Regions from separate parts of the Sus scrofa genome. Here all the other regions are linked to region 5. Evidence: chromatin contacts called from public Hi-C and HiChIP or PLAC-seq data. All regions are on one chromosome and are shown on one strand. Each heading gives the region's core, a stretch centred on a gene start, on an enhancer-like site or on the middle of the called end of the contact. The rest is flanking DNA. Distances are from core to core; before and after follow the strand shown.

The links. Hi-C and Micro-C count contacts between places; a contact is called where the count stands out from the background. HiChIP or PLAC-seq counts read pairs in DNA pulled down with a chosen protein or histone mark.
Region 1: a contact with region 5 is called in an H3K27ac HiChIP or PLAC-seq map of alveolar macrophages. The contact joins the promoter of SRXN1 here to the promoter of CSNK2A1 in region 5. A contact is called at or near these places in 2 of 5 promoter capture datasets (fetal liver and liver), 4 of 47 Hi-C or Micro-C datasets (adipose tissue, embryonic fibroblasts, fibroblasts and 1 more) and 1 of 2 datasets of contacts at active chromatin or transcription factors (alveolar macrophages).
Region 2: a contact with region 5 is called in an H3K27ac HiChIP or PLAC-seq map of skeletal muscle. The contact joins the promoter of RBCK1 here to the promoter of CSNK2A1 in region 5. A contact is called at or near these places in 2 of 5 promoter capture datasets (fetal liver and liver), 5 of 47 Hi-C or Micro-C datasets (embryonic fibroblasts, heart right ventricle, liver and 2 more) and 2 of 2 datasets of contacts at active chromatin or transcription factors (alveolar macrophages and skeletal muscle).
Region 3: a contact with region 5 is called in a Hi-C map of omental adipose tissue, with 1.6 times the contacts expected there. The contact joins the promoter of TRIB3 here to the promoter of CSNK2A1 in region 5. A contact is called at or near these places in 2 of 5 promoter capture datasets (fetal liver and liver), 5 of 47 Hi-C or Micro-C datasets (alveolar macrophages, fetal heart ventricle, liver and 2 more) and 2 of 2 datasets of contacts at active chromatin or transcription factors (alveolar macrophages and skeletal muscle).
Region 4: a contact with region 5 is called in an H3K27ac HiChIP or PLAC-seq map of alveolar macrophages. The contact joins the promoter of TBC1D20 here to the promoter of CSNK2A1 in region 5. A contact is called at or near these places in 2 of 5 promoter capture datasets (fetal liver and liver), 5 of 47 Hi-C or Micro-C datasets (embryonic fibroblasts, heart right ventricle, liver and 1 more) and 2 of 2 datasets of contacts at active chromatin or transcription factors (alveolar macrophages and skeletal muscle).

Annotation. Positions count from the first base shown.
Region 1 is chr17:34,581,024-34,583,723 of Sscrofa11.1, forward strand. It overlaps SRXN1 (sulfiredoxin-1), which reads left to right and starts at 1,354. Exons shown (of 2, transcript XM_003134361.4): 1 at 1,354-1,625. The coding sequence starts at 1,455. LOC106506648 (a long non-coding RNA gene) reads right to left here and starts at 1,340. Exons shown (of 3, transcript XR_002339912.1): 1 at 1,121-1,340.
Region 2 is chr17:34,799,902-34,802,601 of Sscrofa11.1, forward strand. RBCK1 (ranBP-type and C3HC4-type zinc finger-containing protein 1) reads right to left here and starts at 1,327. Exons shown (of 13, transcript XM_021078286.1): 1 at 1,285-1,327; 2 at 588-678. The coding sequence starts at 609.
Region 3 is chr17:34,818,339-34,821,038 of Sscrofa11.1, forward strand. It overlaps TRIB3 (tribbles homolog 3), which reads right to left and starts at 1,254. Exons shown (of 4, transcript XM_013983169.2): 1 at 960-1,254.
Region 4 is chr17:34,758,957-34,761,656 of Sscrofa11.1, forward strand. It overlaps TBC1D20 (TBC1 domain family member 20), which reads left to right and starts at 1,423. Exons shown (of 8, transcript NM_001244620.1): 1 at 1,423-1,602. The coding sequence starts at 1,533.
Region 5 is chr17:34,691,536-34,694,235 of Sscrofa11.1, forward strand. It overlaps CSNK2A1 (casein kinase II subunit alpha), which reads left to right and starts at 1,425. Exons shown (of 13, transcript XM_003134359.5): 1 at 1,425-1,586. It overlaps LOC110257457 (a long non-coding RNA gene), which reads right to left and starts at 1,386. Exons shown (of 3, transcript XR_002340068.1): 1 at 1,181-1,386.

The DNA of each region.
Region 1 (2,700 bases), core at 104-2,603, 110 kb before region 5:
GGTTTGTGCTACAGTGATAATAACTAGAACAGCTCCCAAATAAAGTACCCGCATACAAGTCCCAGACTTGGGATCTACTTCTGGGAGAATCCAAACTAAAACAAAAGGATATTGCATAGATCCTAGAATGTCTCCAGCTTCCAGTCCCAAACTTACATTAGCCCCAGAGAAAGGTACCTCACCTTAATCTCAACAGGAGGCTTAAGTCTCCATCCTGACATTGTTCAGCTACTTCTTCACCAGCCTTGGATATGCCTACCTCCAGACATCTTAATTATGTGAAAATACAAATCTTCTTAACGCTTATAGCCATTCTGAGTTGAGTCACAGGTATCTCAACATACAAACCAACAGTGGGTACAGAACACACTCTGAAGTCAGGCTGCTAGGATTCAAACCCTGGTCGAGCCACTTACTAGCTCATTACCTTAGGCAAGTCTCTCTCTCTCTCTCTCTCTCTTTTTTTTTTTTTTTTTTTTTTTTGTCTTTTTGCCATTTCTTGGGCCCCTCTCAAGGCATATGGAGGTTCCCAGGCTAGGGGTCGAATCAGAGCCGTAGCCACCGGCCTACGCCAGAGCCACAGCAACGCGGGATCCGAGCCATGTCTGCAACCCACACCACAGCTCACGGCAACGAGGATCCTTAACCCACTGAGCAAGGCCAGGGATCGAACCTGCAATCTCATGGCTCCTAGTCGGATTCGTTAACCACTGAGTCACGACAGGAACTCCCTGGGCAAGTCTCTTAAACCAAGCTGTGCCTCAGTTTCCCCCGTCTGCAAAATAGGAGTTAATCATACCTAGTTTGCAGACTTGTTTTGAGGTTTAAATAAACTAATGTACATGCAAAGTGTTTAAGACAGTGCCCGACACAGCACCAGATTCGTCAGACTCGTAATATTACTGTTGTTGGTAGGTATTATTATTACTTCTACCGCTATTACCGCTAAGGCTCCAAAGGCTGGGCTGCCAAGAGCGAGGTTTTGCCAACTCACTCTCGCCGGGCAGATCTGGCCCCTTCCACGCCGCGTCCCCGCCCCCGCCTCCCGCGGACCTGAGTCACCCCGGTGTGTGACGCACAGCCATCGGCGCCCCTCCCGCCCCACGACCTGCAGACTCACCCTGAGTCAGCCTGCCCGGACGCTTCCACTCCCGGGACGCCGAGCGGAAGAGGAGAAGCGGTGCGGCGCCCCCCAGCGGAGAGCCGGAGCCCCGCGTGCATCCCGCGGCGCCGGGCGAGTGGAGCCGAGGTCCCGCGGGGACGCGCGGGGGATGGGCCGGACCACTGCGGGGCCGGGGGAGAGAGACGCACTGGCCGGGCCCCCCGCCGCCTGCGCAGAATGGTACGGCCCGGCCGGGGTTAAAGCCCTTGGGAGGAGGTGCGTCTAGTGGCGGCGGCGGTAGCGACGGCGGCGAGATGGGACTGCGTGCGGAGGAGCGCTGGGCAGGGCCGGGATGGGCCGGGGGTCGCCCGAGGGACCTGGGCCGAGCGGCAGCGCGCAGGGCGGCAGCATCCACTCGGGTTGTATCGCCGCGGTGCACAACGTGCCGCTGAGCGTGCTCATCCGGCCGCTGCCGTCTGTGCTGGACCCGGCCAAGGTGCAGAGCCTCGTGGACACGATCCGGGTGAGGCCCTGGGGGAAGCTGGCAGCTGGGAGGGCTTCAGAGGAGGGAGGATGCGCCGGACGCCAGACGGGACTGGTTCAGTCTCCCCCGCAGCTCAGCATTTGCTGTGTGACCTTGAGCAAGCTGCTGGGCCTCTCTGGACCTCTGTTTCCTCTTTGAGCAAGGAGATTGGAGGAGAGAATAAAAATAACAATCTCTGACTCCTATCAAGATGGTATTTGAAATGGCCCAGGAGCTCTTTTAAGTGCTTAGCTTCTTCATGCCAATCCTGAGAGGTTCTTTTACAGACGAGGAAATAAGGCACAAGAGGATTCAAGCAACTTGTCCAAGGTCAGGCATTTAAGAAAGTGGTACAGCCTGGCCACAGTGCCCAGCTGCATGGCCACCACATTATCCTAAGATAAGATGTGTGGTCACTTCTGGCTGTGGCAGTGGGACTGGGGTGGGGGTGGGGTCCTGTCTGCAGAGAGGGCCTTGTTTGAACTGGAACTGGGAGAGGAACAGGTCAGCCACAGCTCAGAGAGGATGCTGGAGAAGGCTGGTGTGATCCTGGCAGGAATGAGAGGGGAGGGAGGGGCCATAGGTGTCCTGCATGACATCTTGTCCCCCTCCCCCAGACCCTTGGAGGGTGGCCATGTGAGACCCTGAGGCCCCACCAGACACCTCTCCTGCTTCCAGGCATGTCTTTCAGTCCTAGACTTTGCACTGCTGGTAGTTCCTCCTGCCTGGAACTGCTTCCCAGAGAGCCTGCTGCCCCTCTGGGGTTAGGTCCCTGCCTCCCTGTTCTGTGGCTCCCCCCTTAACCCGAGGTATTTCTCCTTGCAGGGTTTGTGTCCCGCTGAGTTATTTTATACATTTGTTTGGGTTTTATTGTCCCTCCTCCCCACCTCGTGTGAACTCCATAGAAGCAGAGACTTGGTCCTATCTTGCTCTTTCCGTGACATGAACACGGTGCCTGGCTGTTGTTGAAGGATCTGGCCCTGTGTGCTCTCTCCCACCACTGGGCCTTTGCACAGACTTTCCACCCCACCCCACCCCTGGAAAACTCTTTCGTGTCTTTTTTACTCTTTCTAAT
Region 2 (2,700 bases), core at 77-2,576, 110 kb after region 5:
GAAGCTGGATATTCGAAGACCTAGTTGGGGAAAAGCGTTCCAGGTGGAGAGAAAGGGAAAGGTCTTGAGCAAGAAATGGGTGGATTAGAACAGAAGCCCTGGGGCTCCAGCAGAATAAGAGGGGAAATGGGAGGACCCTGAGGTCAATGAAGCTAGCAGGCCTGTGGGCTATCCAAAGGCCCTGGGCCTTGTCCTAAGAACAAAGGAACACAGGGGGGTACATGAGCAGGACGGTCACATGACCTAACTTAAGTTCTACCACAGTGAGCAGAGGGGGCCAGAGAGGAGGCAAGGACCCCCAGTATTCAGGTAATAGAAGTCTGTTCCCCACAGCAGGGGAGGTCTCCTGTCTCCTCGGATAACTCCCCACTCCCTTCTCAGCATAGCTGGCCCAGGAGGCCTCAAGAGGCATCAAATAAATGAATGACAAGATGCCTCCGGAAGCAACCGGGCCCCAAGGGAGGAAAGAGAGGGGCAAGAGGGCAATGGGAGGGGAGGTTTAATGCCCTTCTGAGCAGGGGAGGCCTGGTCCTGGCAGGGCCCCCCTCCCACCCAAAGTTTCTCAGTCGCCTCCAGCCTGTGCCCACCTTTCTTGATCTTCTCGTCCATCTCGCGTGATTGTGCCCATCCCCCCCAGGCGGGGGCTGCAGCTCCGGGGAAATGCTGTCCCTGGGTCACCTGGTAGAGGACAGGCCACCACGAGCAACTCAGCTCCGGCCGGTGGCCTCTGGCGCGGTCCGAGCTTTCTTTGTGCTTCGGTGTCCCCGGGGCCAGTCGGGTAGCATCACTCTACCCGAAGGCTGGGGATGGGGGCCTGGGATAGAGAACCGGCCGGGTGCCCCCGAGTGGGAGGTGAAATGGCAGAGGCACCAGGCTGAGCCTGCAAAGGGCGACAGAAGAAACAGGCCAGGCCCGGCGGGGTAGGAGCGACGCCGCACAGCCCGGGTGCTAGCCGTCCCCGGAGAAGAGCCCCTTTTCCCTGCTGGGACCAGGAGCGCCCCCCGGCGCCCGGGATTTTAGCCCAACTCCCTCCCCTCCGGGCGGCTCCTGTCAGTCAGGAGAGAGAGCGGAGCCGCCTCAACGGAAAAGAAAGTGAAAGTGGCAGCCCCGGAAGTGCCTCGGAAGCTTGTCTCGGGACCCGCGCCCCTTCGCCCCGCGACCGCCCGCTGGCCACCCAGCAGCTGCTTCCGCCTGGGACACAACCGTCCGGAGCGCTCCGTCCCGCGAGGCCCGGCATTCCCACTCCCCTCCCGGGCGAACTCGGACCCCGTGACCCTCACTCACCCGCGCAGCCGCGCTGGCATCCCTGCGGGAGGGGCGGGGCGGGGCCGAGGGCGGGAGGGGGCGGGGATTGGGCGGAGGGCCGGTGGGGCGGGGCGCCGAGGCCGCCCCTGTGCAGCCCCGCTGCCACCACATTTGTGCGCGGGAAGATCCTCGCTTCTTTTGCAGGAGAAATAAAAATTCTGTTGGTTTCTGACCTGCCTGGGGCCAGGAAACTGAATTTCAATCCAGGTCGGATGGGCTCAGAATCCCACCCTTAGGCAGCCGAACACCGCTTCTCGGCGGTTACTCTCCACCCTTTGATTAGGCCACTAATGAAGTTTGCATTCGCTGAGCACAGCTGGAAGCTCTTTGCATCCTCCAGTCTCCCCGCGCCGAAACTTTTCCCCACCTCTCATCAGCAGATCCTATGGCTTGGCCTGGAGAACAGATCCAAAATCTGTCACCTCTCATCTCCTCCAGGTCCCATCCCACTCCATCTCCATCCTTCTCGTCAGGTGTCCTGCACCAGCCTCCTCATTAGGATCCTTGCTTCCCCTTTTGGCCACTACAGTCTATTTTATACCCAGGTGCCAGAGGTCTTGTTAGACTGTAAATCAAACTATGCCACTCCTCAAAACACTCCCAGTAGCTCCCATCTCAAAAGTAAAGCCGAGGTCCTCCCAAGGCCTACAACCTGCCCCTGCTGCTTCTCTGACTACTCTCCTCTTGGCGCACTCCACTCAAGCCCCACTGGCCTCTAGGTCCTGGAACAAAGCAGATACACTCCCACTTCAGGTTCTTTGCACTTGCCATAGCCCAAATATCTTCATGGTTTTTTCTTGCCCTTTATTGTGTGTGTGTGGTGGTGCCCAAGGGCATGTGGAAGTTCCTGGGATAGAATGCACACCACAGCAGAGTGACAATGGCAGATTCACCTTTTTACGCAAAAGTCTTCCCTATCCACTCTGAGATTTCACACACACACACACACACACACACACACACACACACACACACATCTAGTCTGGTTTTTTGTTTGTTTTTTGGGTTTTTTTGCTCTTTAGGGCAGCACATGCGGCATATGGAAGTTCCCAGGCTAGGGGTTGAATGGGAGCTGCAGCTGCTGGCCTACACCACAGATCAGGGCAACACCTGATCCCTTAACCCACTGAGCGAGGCCAGGAATCTAACCTGAATCTTCATAGATCCTTTTTGGGTTCATTATTGTTGAGCCATAACGGGAACTCCATCCAATATTTTATTTTATTATTATTATTTGCTTGTTAGGGCCACACCCATGGCATATGGAGGTTCCCAGGCTAGGGGTCCAATTGGAGCTGTAGCTGCTGGCCTGCACCACAGCTCACAGCAATGCCAGATCCTTAACCCACTGATTAAGGTCAGGGATCGAACCTGCGTCCTCATGAATGCTAGTCA
Region 3 (2,700 bases), core at 4-2,503, 130 kb after region 5:
TGCACACATCATTAAGTGACACACATCTCGCCCTCCAAGGGCAGATGTGCATACACAAGCCAGCAAAGCTCTCATAACTATGTACTCACGACTGCGGGACAGTTACCAAGGCCACACGCTTCGTCTGACCCTCCCTCCCCGCCACGACCCCAGCGCGAAAGAAGTAGGTGGCCTCGCCCCGGCCTGGGCAGCTGGGCTAGTCTCGTGGGAGCGGAAGCGGCGAGCGTCCCGGGGCAGAAGGTTCAGCGGGAGCCGAGGGTCGGCGGCGGGGCAGGGACCGGGCAAAGGGAAGGCGACTGGGCCCCGGGTCTGGGGTAAGAGGCCTCGCTCCACCCTCACCCCAGAATCCAGGTACAACACACACAGTCGGCAGGAACGGAATACGCACGCACCGTACAGCGTGTGAACCAGGGCCTCCAGGCGGAGCGTACCTGCGAGCCACGCCCGCACGCCGCGCGCCGGCAGCCCTTGACCCTGCGCCTGCCCCGCTGGCGAGCACCCCGGCCGGTCTCCGCACAACTCCGCCAGCACCTGCCGCGGGCGCCCAGGAGACACGGCCTCATCAGGACCCCACTGGCCCACGCGGACTCAGATCCGCACCGGCACACCCCACAGTTACAGAGGCCCCCTGGCCGCCAGGGACCCCACAGACTTCCCCGCACCCAACCACACAGCTCCCCAGCCCGCCCCACACTCCAGCAAACGCAGACACTACACACCCCTGCGGGGGCGGCGTGGGGCCAACACAGTCCCCACTCCCTCCGTCCCGGCGACACGCTGCCACGCCCCGCTGGGGCGCACCCTCGCGCCCGCCCGCGTCGGCTGCACTCGGCGACCCTACGCCCCGCGGGGCCGCGTCACCGGGTCCGAGCGGGAACACTCAGCCCAGATCGCCCCCCGGACCGGACGGAGGCTCCGGGTCGCCCCTCTATCCACCACCTCCCGCTCCCGCCAGGTACCTTGCCCTCGCCAGCGGCGGGGTCCTGGTGCCGGCCAAGCTCAAGAGTCGCCAGGCACCCACGATGGCCCAGGCCGCTCGGCCCCGGCTGAGGTCGGCTCCGGATGGGGCTCTGGCCCGGGTCCCCAGCAGCCGGAATGTGTGCCGAGTCGCCGCCGCTTCCGCCGCGAGTGTCTCGGGAGCGCAGGGAGCCGGGCTTCAACTCCGGCCCGGGTGATGTAAACCTGAGCTAATCAGCCGCCGCCTGATGCCCTCCGGCGGGGGATTGCACCATCCCCTGCGCCCCGCCCCCTGAGGTCCCCGCTAGAGCGCGCCCCGCCCCGCTCCTCGTGTGTGGTCCGCAGGCGAGCCACCGACTTTCCCTTTCACCTTGGAAACAGCATTTTGCCTTTCTGGGCCTCAGTTTTCCCACCTGTGAAACGGAAGAACATCCTACCTTCTCAGGATGGGCCTGAAGAGAAAAAGAACAGTGATAGTTTCCTGCGTGCTTCCCGGGTTATAAAGCACTTTCCCGCCATTGTTTCATTGCAGTATAGGAGAACCTTGGGCGGGCAGAAAGCTCCATTCTCCCCATTCTACTAAGGAGCAGCCTGAGGCCCAGCTACAGGGTGGGGGGGTAGCTCTGCAAAGGCCGTGGATTTAGGAGCTCAATAGAACAATTGTTGTGCCCCGGGGAGAACTAGGGTGGGGTAGCCTTCACAGCATGCATATAATAGAGGCACTTCAGCCGTGTAGTTAAGAAAAGTGGGCCAAAGCGTGCCCACTGTGTTACCTGAGGAAATAGATTGAATAAATTAACACATGTTAAACGCTTAGAGCTGTGCCGCCCGGCACCTGGTAGATACTAAAGGAGTGGAAACTGGAGGCTCAAGGAGAGCCGGCACCTATAACAGGAATTGCACGCTTGGCCTGGGAAGCCCTGGTGCCACTAGCTGTTTGGAGAAGCATCCCTGTGCAGCCCCAAGGGTCCAATTCCCTTTAGGCCTTGATGTCTGAGTTCACCAGTGTCAAAAAATAACTCCACCAGACAGAGGTTAAGGGAAGGTGGGTGGAGTTAGCTTTGTTTCCCCGGTTGCAGAACCTTAGGGATCAGCTCCTCTGAGTGTGTGTGTGTGTGTGTGTCAGAGCCCTAGAGCATACCAGGAGGTTCTGGGATTTGATTTAACCCTGGAGACTCCCCCAGCCTGGAGCGATGAATGAACTCATTTTCTACACCAGGAGCTAGACTGACTGGGCTCTCCTACAGCCATAAGAGGCAAAGAAAGGCAGGATGTTGTCTCTCCAGGGCCTCACTGAAGCAAGACTGTGCTGGGTTGACTTATGCATTCTTAACTGCTTCATGTTGTGTCAGACCCTGTTCTAATTGCTGGATGACAGTGGTGACAAGCTTGACTCACCCCCATCCTCAGGGATCTTATAAATCAGTGGGGAGACAGAGCACTCTCAAGAAAATAAAATCAGTAGGCCCAGATAATTTCAAATAGATGATGTGTCATATATTTTCTTGAATAAATAGCATAGATTTATTCTCTATAAGATATGGCTGGGAAGTAGCTATTTTCAGCAGGGCTTATCAGGAAGGTGATGTTTAAACTAAGATCTTAAGGAAGAGGAGTGAGGAGTGCAAAGACATGAAGGGAGGAGTTCCTGTTGTGGCTCAGCAGTAATGAACATGACTAGTATCCATGAGGACCTGGGTTTGATCCCTGGCCTCACTCAGTGGGTTAAGAATCCAGCGTTGC
Region 4 (2,700 bases), core at 173-2,672, 67 kb after region 5:
GGTCTCCGTGCTTGTGGGCTTCTTCTCCGTGCTTCTTCCTCCTAATGGGGGTTTCAGTATCTGCAAAACAACCCAAAGGATATGGCTCAGAAATATTATCTATAGCCCTTGAGGAGGAGCTAAAAGTCCTTCACTTTGTTCAATGGCTAAACTATTATTATTTTTGTCTTATTTGACTATTTTCCTTTATTTTTACATTTTCTCACTTTTCTTATTATATTTATTCTTTGGAACTCAGGGAAGGCTTGGGAGGCTAAAGTCTCCCTCCAGGCAAGAGGCAGACAGGGGCCCTGGGGAGGGGAGGGTGTGGGGCAAGGGAGGTTCTGTCCTGGGAAGGCCCCATAGGGTCCTGCTCAGTTACAGTACCAAAAAGTGATTGTTAAAATTTACTAGATTTCTGAATGGGATTGTAAAATTTGTCAGTTGAAATTAAGGAAAAACTCGACTTGGGGATTTCTAATTTTAATAAATTGAACAAATTAACTTCAGAGTCTTTTCTGCTCATGAAAGCTACCCCAAGGACCCAAGGACCTTTTTAAAAAAGACTTACTATCTGATGGCGGACCACGGAACCCGAATTGGGCAGGATGGGTATGAAATCAAGAGGGGTCAGCAGTAATGGATTCCATGGGTTAGAGGCCTCGGAATAAAGAATTACTGTTCAGGGTCATCGGGCAACTAGAATCATGAAAATTTCCGTGGGGAGGGGAGGGGTGCCTAGCATTGGAGATTTCAGAGGCGGGGCAGCCTCTGGCCACAAAAATAGGGGTTTGACGGAGTGAATGGGTGGCCTATATAAGGGAGAGAAGAGAAAGGATTGTCACTGGAGACGGAGAAGGATGGCAAAGACTTGACAGGACAGATGGGCATTTTGGATGAATGGCCAGTTTTGTACAACTGAAAGGGAATACTGGCTATGTGAACAGCGGCTCCTGGCATTGTGCTGTGCCCAACCTGCATAACCATAAGCGATGGTTCTGCTAAACCCTGAAGTCACCAAGTACGATGATGGGAGTACCTGTGGGGAAACGAGACTGGAAGTAAAATTCTTGGTAAGCAAAAGATACAGCGAAAAATTGTAGTTACTATATGCTTGGTACTGCTCTAAGCACTTTCCCAAGACCTCTTGTAAGTTCAGGGGCTTATCATCAGTTCCATTTTATAGATAAGGAAAACGAAACAAATGATAAAATCTCCTGAACACATTGTTCGAGGGCGCCACACTCCAAGAAGTTGAGCTGGAACTAACTCTGAGGGGTGTGCTCCCTGCGCGCTTCCGCTCGCCGCTCAGGGCGCCTGCGTGCGGGTCCCGGCGACCGCGGCCCTCCCCGCCGCCACCCGCCCCAGCGCAGCGGATGGTCACGTGCCGGCACGGGGCGGGGCCCGCGCGGGGACGCCTGCGCGCCGCGGGCTGACCAAGCCGAGCTTGGCCCGCGGAGCCGGCGCCGAATCCCGCGGCCTCAGCTGCAGCCGCGCCTTCTCTCTGCTCCGCCACCAGCCGGGGCTCGGGCCGGTGCCCGGGCCCCCGGGACATGGCCCTCCGGAGTGCGCAGGGTGACGGCCCCACGTCTCCTCGCTGGGACGGCGGCGCGGAGAAGGCAGGTACGGAAGCCGACGGGGAGCCGGGGAGCGGCCTGCGAGGACAGCCGCAGGGGCAGGGGACGGCTGCCGGAGGAGCGGGCCGAGGCGCGGGCGGCACCCGAGGGGACCGCGGGATGGGGGCCCCGAGACGAGCGCGCGGGGTGCGCCCGGGGCCGCGGCCGGGGTCGGGACAGTGAGGGAGGAAAAGGCGGACGGCCTGGGTCACGTCTGAAGGGGAAGAGAGCCTGGCATTGGGAGTCAGAGGATACTGAGGCGACCCGACGAACCCTGGCGGCAGACTCGGGTCCCCCGTGGGAAGGACGAGGCGGGGGCCCCGAGTCCGGCCTCGTCACATCTGGAGAGGAGAACTGGCTGTCCCTGAGAGCCGAGGCCAAGCCTCGTCCCCGGCCGGCCGAGACTGTCGGGCCACGTCTGCAGGTTCCCCGGGCCGCCTCCCTAGTGGTCAGGCCGGTTTCCCAAACTTCAGGTCTGGATCGACACGGCCTCCCTGGACCACAGATTTCTTTTCATTACCACGAAATTCACTCTTTAAAGTGTCCAGTGCAGTGGTCCTTAGTACACTGGCAAGGTGGTGCAACCATCGCACTGTCTTAATTCCACAGCATTTCTAATTCCAAAAAGAAAAGCCATCAGTCCCCATAGCCCATTCTCCACAGCTCCTGGCAGCCACCAGTCTATTTTCTGTCTCAATCTTGTGCCACCTCTTGTAATGTTATCTAATTGTGTGAAGAACAATTCTATTTTTTGTAATGTCTTACACTAAACAGTAATTTCCATGAAATCATGGTTTCTCTGGGCACTGTATTTTCCATTATGTTTTCCATACTGTTAATACAGGACAGTTCAAATTATTGTTTCCTCTTTACCAAGCAAAATACCCTTTTTTCCCCTCCCTGGGTTGGACTAAGGTCATTTTCCCACTTTTCCGTCTTTTCGTGGAAAAGATAATAGAACCAACCACATATTCAGCCCATGGTTTGATGAAGCACCAGGTATTCACATTTTGTCTCTGGGTTCATTCTGTTATCCCTCTTTTCTCCTGTTCTAATCCTGCATGGAAATGGGCTCACTCCTCATATTACTTCTCTGGGTCCTTTG
Region 5 (2,700 bases), core at 175-2,674:
ATGGCCACTTCCTTGAGGCCATCACTACGTCTACAGCTGCCACCACCCTCATCCCACAGAGGAGGAGATTGTCTCTTTGGGAGCAGAGGTGCCAATCAGCTGACGAACTGTGAAAGGGGGACTGGAGAGGGTGGGGAGGGCCATCCCTGGGTCAAGCAGCTATTCTGAGGCAGCTCAGGGATAAGAGCTGGTACCAAAATAACCCAGCCTCCTCACCCTTGTTCCAGACCTCACACCTCTGTCTGAGGCTAACACTTGAATTCCTCTCAGTAACACTTAAGACACCAGCTTTTAGCAGGGCCTGCAGGGAACAGGGTGATCATCAGACTCAGCCCTGTCCACTGGGGGCTCACAGTCTGATGGAAGGGGCAGGTTAGGGTTGCTGAGTAACGGTGCCTAGGTCTGGAGGAACTAAAGGGAGGAAAGATCCACAAAGGAAAGGATCCCTGAATTAGTTCGAGTAACATACAGAAGTTAGCCGGTCCAGGAGGTGACAGGAACAGAAGTAACTGCCCGTGCAAAGGGAAGGAGGCAACACAGATAAGTTCCAGGAATAGTCTGCAGTTTTAGTGAGTGGGCGCATCAGGAAGCTGAAGTAAGAGGGGTAGAAGAGGCTGGGGATAGGGTGTGGGGAGTGTCCAAATTATGCAGGAACTTGGATGTCAAGAGAAGAGCTTGGGCTGTCTTTGCTGCACAAAGGAAAGCCTTGAAAGGTTTTCAACCAAGAGGACGTCAAGATCAGTTTTGCACGGTAGAAAGTGCCCTGTAGCTGCCTTAGGAAGATAGCTCAGGCAAGCGGGGTGGAGGAGCGGCAGATCGAAGGGAGAAAATTTATCCTGCATGGGCAGCTCTAACTAGGACTCCTGTATGAGGGAGGAACCGGGTCTCAATCTCTAGAGGGCTAGTACCATCACCTCCTCGACTCCTGCGCCACACCACTCCCGGGGTCCAACTTTCGTTCACTTGTTCCAGAACTCGAAGTCTGAGCAGAAAAAAAATGTGCTGCTAAAGCCCTGACCCTAAACGAGGGACCACAGCAAGAGACTTCAATTCCCAAAATGCTTCGCTCTACAGCTCTGCAGGTCGCGCATGCTTCTTTTCAAGAAAGGCGGGCCAGCTTGCAGACTGCTAGGACTCGCCAGCGGGGTGAAGTGCGGGAAACTAGGGACCGCCATCTTACCTTGGGTCAAACCAACTGTACACTTAGTGGGAGGTTCGTGTTCTCTCTCTCGTCAGTTCATACAGGCGCTGAAATAAAATGTGCTTAATTACTACAAGCTTCGCTTTTATGCTTTATGTCGAGAACTCCTTCCATTTTGCACCCTGGTCCGGAACTGAACCCCTAGCGTACAATAGGACATCCCACCATGGCCGCACTCTGCTACAGTCAGCTGGGGGCGGAGTCGGAAGCGGTCCCGCCCCGCCTCCCGGTCCGAGGGGGTTTCCGCTTCCGGCAGCGGCGGCTGCAGCCTCGCTCTGGGCCCTGCGGCTGGCGGCCGAGCCGTGTGTCTCCTCCTCCGCCGCCGCCATATTGTCTGTGTGAGGAGAGGGGAGTGCGGCCGCCACCGCTGCCGCTTCCACCACAGGTACCGTGGGAGTCGCCAGGCGAGGTCGTTGTGGAGTGGGGTTGGGCCCAGGATGGGGCAGTGGGGCGCGGCCGCCTCTCACGCTTCCAGCGGACTCCCGAGCGGCCCTTCGCCTTCCCCTGCCCCCCCCTCTACACACACACCAGCCGGGGCCCCTGCAGCCCATCGGGGAGGCCTGGGGCCATCCCCTAGGGCGGGGAGTGAGGCTGGGGGGCAGAGGCTGATGTGAGGGTGGGAACTGGCTCTCGAGAGTCCGGCTTATTGCTGGGGAGAGGGCTGGGTCGGGGCGGAGACTAGGGGGCAACTTGGAGGAGGGGGTCGCCAGAGGGGGAAGGGAGCTTGAGGGGTGGGGCCGCAGGGGGGATGCTGGAGGAGGGTGCCTAGGGGAGTGGTGCCGGCTGTGTAGGCTGGGGTGGGCCCTCTCGCGGAGCACAGCAGCTGGAGTGAGGGCCTACTAAGGTCCCTCTGGGCAAGGCTGGGCTTCCCACCTGCACACTAGAGTGCAAGGTGGAGGGACCCGGGGCGAGGTCACTGGGGATAAAGGGGAAGGGAACCACGTAGTGGGGCAGAACGGGTAGAGTTGAATGAAGTTAAGGGTTAGTTGGGAGCTTGGTGGAAGAGGAGAGGTATTTCGAATGAAAGGTTGACTGAGAGTATACATGTTAGTTTGTGACCTTTTGAAGAGTAGGACTTTAATTTTGTTTTTGTTTTTCGGTTGTTGTGGGGGGGGTTGTTTCGTTTTTTTTGTTTTTTGTTTTTGCAGCATTGGAACATTTCTAGCCTTGGCAGGTCATGGGTGGAGCTTATGTAGTTTGTTTTTGGGGAAGCAAAGTCAGGGTCAGGAGAAGTGGTTTCTTGGCTATCGCTCTTGTGGGAAGGCAAGAGTTTTGGAAAAGAGGTGGCAAATTAGGGAAGACTTGATTAACTTTCAACTGCTAAATTTTATGAGAAGGGGTCTTGGAGAGAGAAAATGAGAAGAAAGCTAGAAAAGGAAGATTTTTCTAAGAGTTGGAAGACCCCATTCCATCTAAGGAGTGGCAGTAAATATCTAGATTCTCAAATATAAGTGCCACTGCTACTTAGCTGTAAGCCTCAGTTTTCCTATCTGTAAAAT